Linked DNA regions of Hordeum vulgare: region 2 is linked to region 1. A link is a contact called in public Hi-C data. All regions are on one chromosome and are shown on one strand. The core of a region is the stretch at or near the end of the contact, and the rest is flanking DNA. Distances in the headings are between cores, read along the strand shown.

What was found. A called contact is a pair of places that touch in the nucleus more often than the background predicts.
Region 2: a Hi-C map of leaf shows a contact between it and region 1, with 2.7 times the contacts expected there. The contact joins the promoter of LOC123427190 here to the promoter of LOC123427189 in region 1. A contact is called at or near these places in 4 of 6 Hi-C or Micro-C datasets (all in leaf) and 1 of 1 datasets of contacts at active chromatin or transcription factors (embryo).

The regions. Positions count from the first base shown.
Region 1 is chr2H:551,416,614-551,420,048 of MorexV3_pseudomolecules_assembly, forward strand. LOC123427189 (UPF0481 protein At3g47200-like) reads right to left here and starts at 1,948. Exons shown (of 1, transcript XM_045111169.1): 1 at 1-1,948. The coding sequence starts at 1,747. The coding sequence ends at 104.
Region 2 is chr2H:551,595,084-551,598,598 of MorexV3_pseudomolecules_assembly, forward strand. LOC123427190 (F-box protein At1g47056-like) reads right to left here and starts at 1,829. Exons shown (of 1, transcript XM_045111170.1): 1 at 1-1,829. The coding sequence starts at 1,753.

The sequences.
Region 1 (3,435 bases), core at 698-3,197:
AAGAGAACCAACCAATCAATCAATCAAAACTGTAACGCAAGCAACAAAGAAAGAAAAAATGTCGACCTGTAGTCCAATCCACCTGCTGGAGCTGGAGCAAATGCTAGGCCGGCGGCCGATAGTAGCTGTAGGCGCTGTAGAAGGTCTGCATCATGGTGAGCAGCAGCAGGAAGACGCCGGCGACGACGGAGACGATCGCCCATGGGTTGGTGAAGTAGTTGTGCTGCAGGCTGGCCACCCACGTGCTCCACTTGTGGTCGTAGTACCTGTTCACCTGGTCCGACAGCCCGGAGAGGTAGCTGTCGTTGATGTCGAACACCACCTCCAGGCAGAGCCGGTTGAACAGCTCCGCCACCTCGCCGTCGCTGCCCAGCCAGTGCTCGATGATGCCCCGGTCGTGCAGGTACTTGACGTCCTCCGCCGAGTTGATGAGGTTGTCCATGAAGATGGCGTAGGAGGTGATGTTGTTGCCGCCCGGCGTGGCGATGTCCATGTGGCACTGCTCGAACGCGATCAGGTTCAGGAACAGCGCCTTGGTGCCGTCGTGGATGAGGATGCGCGGGATGTGGAGCACCCCCTTGTCGAACCTGATGTCCCAGAACCGGTCCGTGTTGCGCCGCCGGCACCGGATGCCCGCCTCCCGGAGCTCCGACACGCAGTGCACGAACTGCTGCCGCCGCTTGTCGGCCACGCGCCGCAGCCCGGACCACTTCTTCAGCCACAGCCGCGCCGCCGGCGGCGGTGTGGGCTGCATCCCGGCGCGGAGGAGGCTGCGCCGGAACACGTCCAGGCAGTGCAGCATCGGGTCCGACAGCGGGTCGAACGCCGCGTCGGCGTCCACGGACGACTCCAGCTTGAACCGGTCCTTCCGGTGCAGCGGCGTGTCGGTCGGCATCAGCGGGTCGAAGAACCGCACGGCGAGGCTGGCCACGGCCCCCGTCTGCTCCGGGTGGCCGAGCTGGATCCCGAGCAGGAGGTCCAGCACGAACAGCGGTATCTGGTTCTCGAGCAGGATCATGTCGTTGCGGATGGCGTGCATGGCGCCGCGCATCGCGAAGACTGGGTCGTGCCGCGAGTAGCCCAGGTCGTCCACGAACCCCTTGGCGTCGTCCAGCGCGCCGCGGAACAGCTCCAGCACGAAGGTCCCGTCCAGCACCAGGCACTGGGCGAACTCGTTGCCCGGCATCCAGGCGACGCGGCCGTCGTAGCACGACCTCACACGCTCCTCCATGGGCCGCAGGGCGTCGAGGTAGGCGGTGACGTCGTGGCCCGTGCGCTTCAGCACGTGGTGCAGCGCGCGCCACTTGTGCCGCTCCATCTCACGCAGCCGCCGCTTGCCGGCGTGGAGCGGGCCGATGGACACCACCTGCGGCATGTAGGCGCGCTCGTCGCCCTCGCGGAGGGACTTGGGCACGCGGTACACGGACAGCCGCGCCCAAGGGCACGCCGCCTCCTCCGCGCGCGCCTGCGCCAGCTTCCCGCGGATGGTCACCACCCATTCCGGGTCCTGCGGCTTGGGGCTGTACGCCGGTGACTGCGCCGGGATCGCGGCCTGCTGCTGCTCCCGGTCTTGGCGCGTCAACGTCTCTGCTGCTGCCCCCGGCGTGGCGTTGGTGACGAGCAGGCTGCGGGGAAGCGCCTGCCAGTGCGGCGACGGGGACTTCTTGATGTTGGCGTCGACGGTCTCCTTGAGCTTGAGCGTGATGAGGTACCAGCTCAGGACGTCCTTGTTGAAGACGGCAACCATTGGCGAAAGCTTGGCTTGGCTGGCCGGCCTGCTGGGTGCAGCGTCTCCTCTCGTGGTTACCAGGTCTCACTGGGCCCGTTATAGACAGATCAAGGATGGCAAGCAACGTGCAGGATGATGATCTTTTTGGCTCGAAAATTTAATGGCAGATAATGATTGATGATGGAGTTATCAATGTGTTGCTTATTCGTGCTGTACTGAAATATTGGAATTTCCTTAAAAAAAAGATCATTTTTAGAAAAGAAGGTTGAGCCCTGGCCTCTGCATCGAATGATGCATGCAGCCATCTTTATTACTTATTCAACAAAAAGAAAGGATCATGGTTGTTGTGGCACTGACAGCGTAGCGTATGCCTCAACTGGCCTGTATGAATTAATCGGCAACGAAGAAAAATCATAGGTCACGTCAGAGGAATTTGCTTACTTCAAGGCATCCAAACATCGCTTTTGCTGTAAGATTCAACCAATCACGTCATCCTAATCATGCTCCAAGCCCTTGATGCTCCGACGTTTTCATCCAAATAACGGATATGTTTAACTAATACTCAATGTCATGTTTGACAAGCTCTTGACAGTGAGCCTACTGCCTACCGATGATCATTTGTTATGTGTTATTGTTGCACGTCAACGGTGCACCAATGAAATGGTCGGCGTGATGGGCCCTTCGCTAGTGGCCGAGGCTAGTGCGCGACATAGAGCTCAGGTGAACAGATGCTTTGTTGAGGACCAAAAAAGTTGGCTAGCCACCCGGCGCAAAACGGGCATCAGCTCCAGCCACCTCACGCCGTGAAAAGTAAGGGGGAGCAGAAAGTCGACGGCGATGAGGAGTGTGGAACTGTGGATGTAAACGGCGGATTTGCGATTTCTAGCCGTTGGGTGTCGTTCGGAAGTGGGGAGTGACGGGGTAGTGGGACGCACGCATGAACTGCATGCATCAAAGCAGCAGAAACTGCGGCCCACTGACTGACCACTCCGTGCCCATTACCGACGAGGCAAGGCCTACAGTATGTGGAGAGTCACTGCAAGGACGTTGATCAGGATGGTCATGGATTGTGGTGGCCGGAGCCTACGGCATTAACTTGGCACGATTACTACCAGCATGGGTCTCTCTCCAAGTCAGTGTCCGTGGCAGGCAATGATCGGCCGCCATTACAACGATTCAAATCGTCCGTCCCTCCGTTCGGATCTGTATGGATCGGCATGAACAAAAGTTGATGCCCAACGCGTTGATCCAAACATAAACCGCGTCCTTTTCGCGTCCATGCGGATTCATTTTCGGTTTAAAATTGCGTCAGCGCGGACGTTACGTGCGCTTTCTCATGTCCGCGTCCGTTTACACGTGGCGCTCGGCCAAAGCCGGCGTCATTTTTATTAATAACGACCGTCCATCACGGGTCCACGTGTTAGTGACCCATAGGCGTCCTTTTTTAATTCGAGCGTGCAGGGGATGAGGGTCTGTAACACCCATAGATTTTTAATTTAGAATTTTGAAGTGTGATATTGGAAAAAAAATACCTCTTTTTAAATCTTTTAGGAAACTTGATTCTTGAGAAAACTTTTTATAAGATTTCTTGAGATGACTTTTGGTTTGACAAAACTTTCTATCCGGTTTTTTGTTGTGGGATTTTTAGTTTTAGTTTCTAAGAAACCACAAATTTGGTTTATGCTTGAATCTCCTCTCTAAAATTC
Region 2 (3,515 bases), core at 579-3,078, 180 kb after region 1:
CAGCATTAGTGGGAAGGTCCATGGCAGCCATCTGACCAGTTAGCTCTGTAATCTGTGCTTGTTGTCCAGTCTCTTGCACACCATTCTCACTTGGAGCGCCTGCATCATGCTCCAACACAATATCCAGGCTGATTGAGAAGGAATCCCCCCTGGCCATCTTCAGATGCTCAACACATTGATACGATACTCCGCGGCACCTCTTCAACTTCACCTTGACCAAACTGGGGCAACCCCCATTCAGCGCTCCCATCCCGCGGTCTGTGACTGGGCATCCCTTGATGCAAAGCTTCTTGAGAGCAGCACAGCGCTCCGCGAGGCAAATGATCTCGGTGTCCCCTACGGTCTCACACCCGCAAAGCGCAAGACGCTCCAATGCACGGCAGTGCTCACCAAGCATCCGAAGACTCTGCACGGTGGGGTTGACCCCTATCAAGACAAGCTCCTGAAGATCGGGGCATCCTCGAGCAACAGCCATGAGGCCGCGATCACCGATCCGGTTTGTGCGCCAGCCATCGATATGCAGCTTGCGCAGTTTGTGGCAGTTCTGCGCAACGCTAATTATGCCCTCATCGGTGCATTCAGGGGTCTTGACAAGGAAGAGCACCTCCAGATTCGCACAGGCCGAGACAGCACATAGCCCACGGTCGCCGACCTGGAGCTTCTCAAGGTGAATCTCAACGAGGCCAGGAGCACGGGCGGCAATGACCTCCAGTGGCAAGTCCCAGGCACCGGAGCAGCGCAGGATCTTGAGCGAGCGGAGATTCGGCGAGGAGGAGACCAGCGGTACAAAGCAGAGGGCGCTGTAGAGATCCTTGAGGCAGACCGAGCGCAGCGCCATGGCGAGCGGGAAGAGGATGTCCTCGGTGATGGCGGTGGCGGTGACGGCGCCCGAGGTGTCCGGGAGGCCGCGGAGGCGCTTGACGGAGAGGTCCTCGAGGAGGGGGCAGGACTGGAGCACGGCGACGAAGGCCTTGGGGCCGAAGGTGCAGGAGGCGACGGAGAGCTTGCGGAGCACGGGGGCGGCGGCGGCGAGGGAGGCGAGGCCGGCGTCGGAGAGCTGCCTGAGACCCCTGAGCTTGAGCCTGGCGAGGCGGGCGGAGGGGAGCGTGGCGGCGACTGCGGCGGCGCCGCCGTCGTTGAGGCTGTCGGCGCCGGAGCCGCGCGCGCAGCGGAGGGCGAGCTTGGTGACGGCGGTGAAGCGGGAGAAGATGGCGGGGGTGTTGTAGCCGAGCATGGCGCGCGCGTCGAGGGAGAGGCGGTGGCGCGTGGCGGCGTCGACCTCCTTCCAGCGAGCGCAGGTGAGGGAGCAGGCGTTGCGCTCGGCCGGGGTGAGCGAGGCGAAGACGAGCGTGAGGATCTCGTCGGGGAGGTCCTGCGTGTGGTCGCGGGACGGCGGTGGCGCCGCGAAGGTGGAGGGGGAGGGGGAGGGGTCGAGGCTCCCGGTGCCGCTCCCCGCGCCCGCGGGCATCGGCGGCGCCATGGAGGAGGAGGGCGGGGGCCTGGGGCTGGTGGGGGATTTGGAGGGGTGGGGGAAGGAGGGGGACTGGCCCATGCTAGGCGGGCGCCCCCGGGATGCGTGGGGAGGCGATGGCCATGCGGGTGGATGGGAGAGGAGGGGGAGGATGGATCTGCCTGCCTGCCTGCCTGCCTGCCGATCTCTTCTCTTCTCTTCTCTTCTGGCTCTGGGGCTGGCTGCCTGCGGTGGGGATGGGTTGTTTGTTGGGAGTCGGAGGAAAATGGGGAAAGTATACATAACATACGTCTCCGAGGGAGGAGCGTTTGTTTTGCAATTGCAGGTGCTTCATGGATGTGGTGCCGCGAGGCTGCTCATGGGTTTGGTTGGGTTGCCCCGGGAACTCGGTCGTTTGTTGACGAATTTCATTGACACGGGATGTCACGCTTATACTACGTCACGGTTTCACACCCCCCCCCCCCCCCCCCCACACACACACACATAAAATGTCACGGTCATGCCAAACACTACCGAATTCACAAACCAATGTGATTGGATGGTTAAAAGACAGTGTTATCTTCTGCCCATAAAAGTTCAAGTCTCATAAGAATTAGATTTGTGTGTGCGTGTTCGTAAAGATAAATGTATGTGCATATATGTTTGTACTTTGTTTAAAAAACACTAACGTATTTTAATACATTACAGCGCAAACGCTCATATATTCACACATAAGTTTAATTCGATGAATACGCATACGCACACCCTACCCATGTGAATTTCACATCGCTTTTCTTTCTTCCAAAAAAAGGAACGATCTAGCCAGCTACCAGGTCGTACTGTCGCCGTCCTCCGACGGCTCCCTTCCGCGGGCTGTCGACAGATCCACACGTGCGGATAGGGTAGATTTAGGTTTTAGGTCCTAGTAGTCTAGGTTTTTCGATCGCTCATCGTGTTGGCTTCGGCGGCTGCAATGGCGGCGTTGAATTAAGAAGCTTCAGATTCTTCACCAATAAGATGATCGGTGCTATGATTGGGGATGGATTTGAAAACCAGTTTGTACAAGCAAGGATGTCGTGGTGACGGTGGCATCATCGTGGTGCACTCGTGTCTTTGGACTCCGTTGTTCCAAAAATGTTTGCTCCAGCATGGGCGTGGAGCTTGGAAGGTAGTCGAGCAGATGTGAATTGTGGTATGCATCCACAACATCTAGAAGATGGTAGATCATGTGCTACGTTTATGGTTCATGGCCGGCAGTTCTGGTTTCCTCCTCCGATGTAATAGTCATGCTAGATCTGAAGTTCAATGATGTGTCTAGGGTGTTCCTGAGTCTGACTCGCTCAACTGTAATGGCTTCTTCTTTGATCAACCACCTTCGAGGGTATGCAAAATAGCAAATCACCAATGGTCCGTGTCGAGCTCGGGTGAGGAGAAGATCCGCCTTTTTTCTTTGTTGCTTGTTGTAGTGGTGCCTGAGACAATTGACTAGCGTTGGTGTCAAACTGAGGGGATTCTTCGATATTGAATGTAATTGTCTTTCTTGGCACGTGTTCTTTTGTGCAAAGACTAGTGTCCTTTTCTTCTCATTTTTGTCAAGTCGATGGGTATGTGGCTTGTAATATGATATTATGATATAAATGAGAGACGTGTTGCCAAAAAAAATCTACCCTCATGAGCACTGTCGTGGGTATAAGCTTGACAGTAGATGTGTAGGGTACGAAAGGATGGACAGAGCCTTAGCTACGGCGAGGTTGTATGAGTTCAGGCCCCTCTACGGTGGAGGTAAAAGCCCTACGTCCCAGTGCTCTTGGGAGCTTGTTGTCGAGTGGAATATGGATTACAGTGAATTGCTAACCCCTGCACCAGTGGGGAAGGGCGGCTTATATAGAGTGCGCTACCTTTCACAATGGTTCGGTGCGCAGGGGTGGAGTAGTGGTGAATAACTGCATACGTTACAGGTAACGTATGTCTTAAATGCTAATAAAGGTATAGGGAAACGTATGACCGTTGCCCTCCAGGGGGGGTTATGATGTACAGAGTGGAATCCAGTCGGTAAGCTTGATAC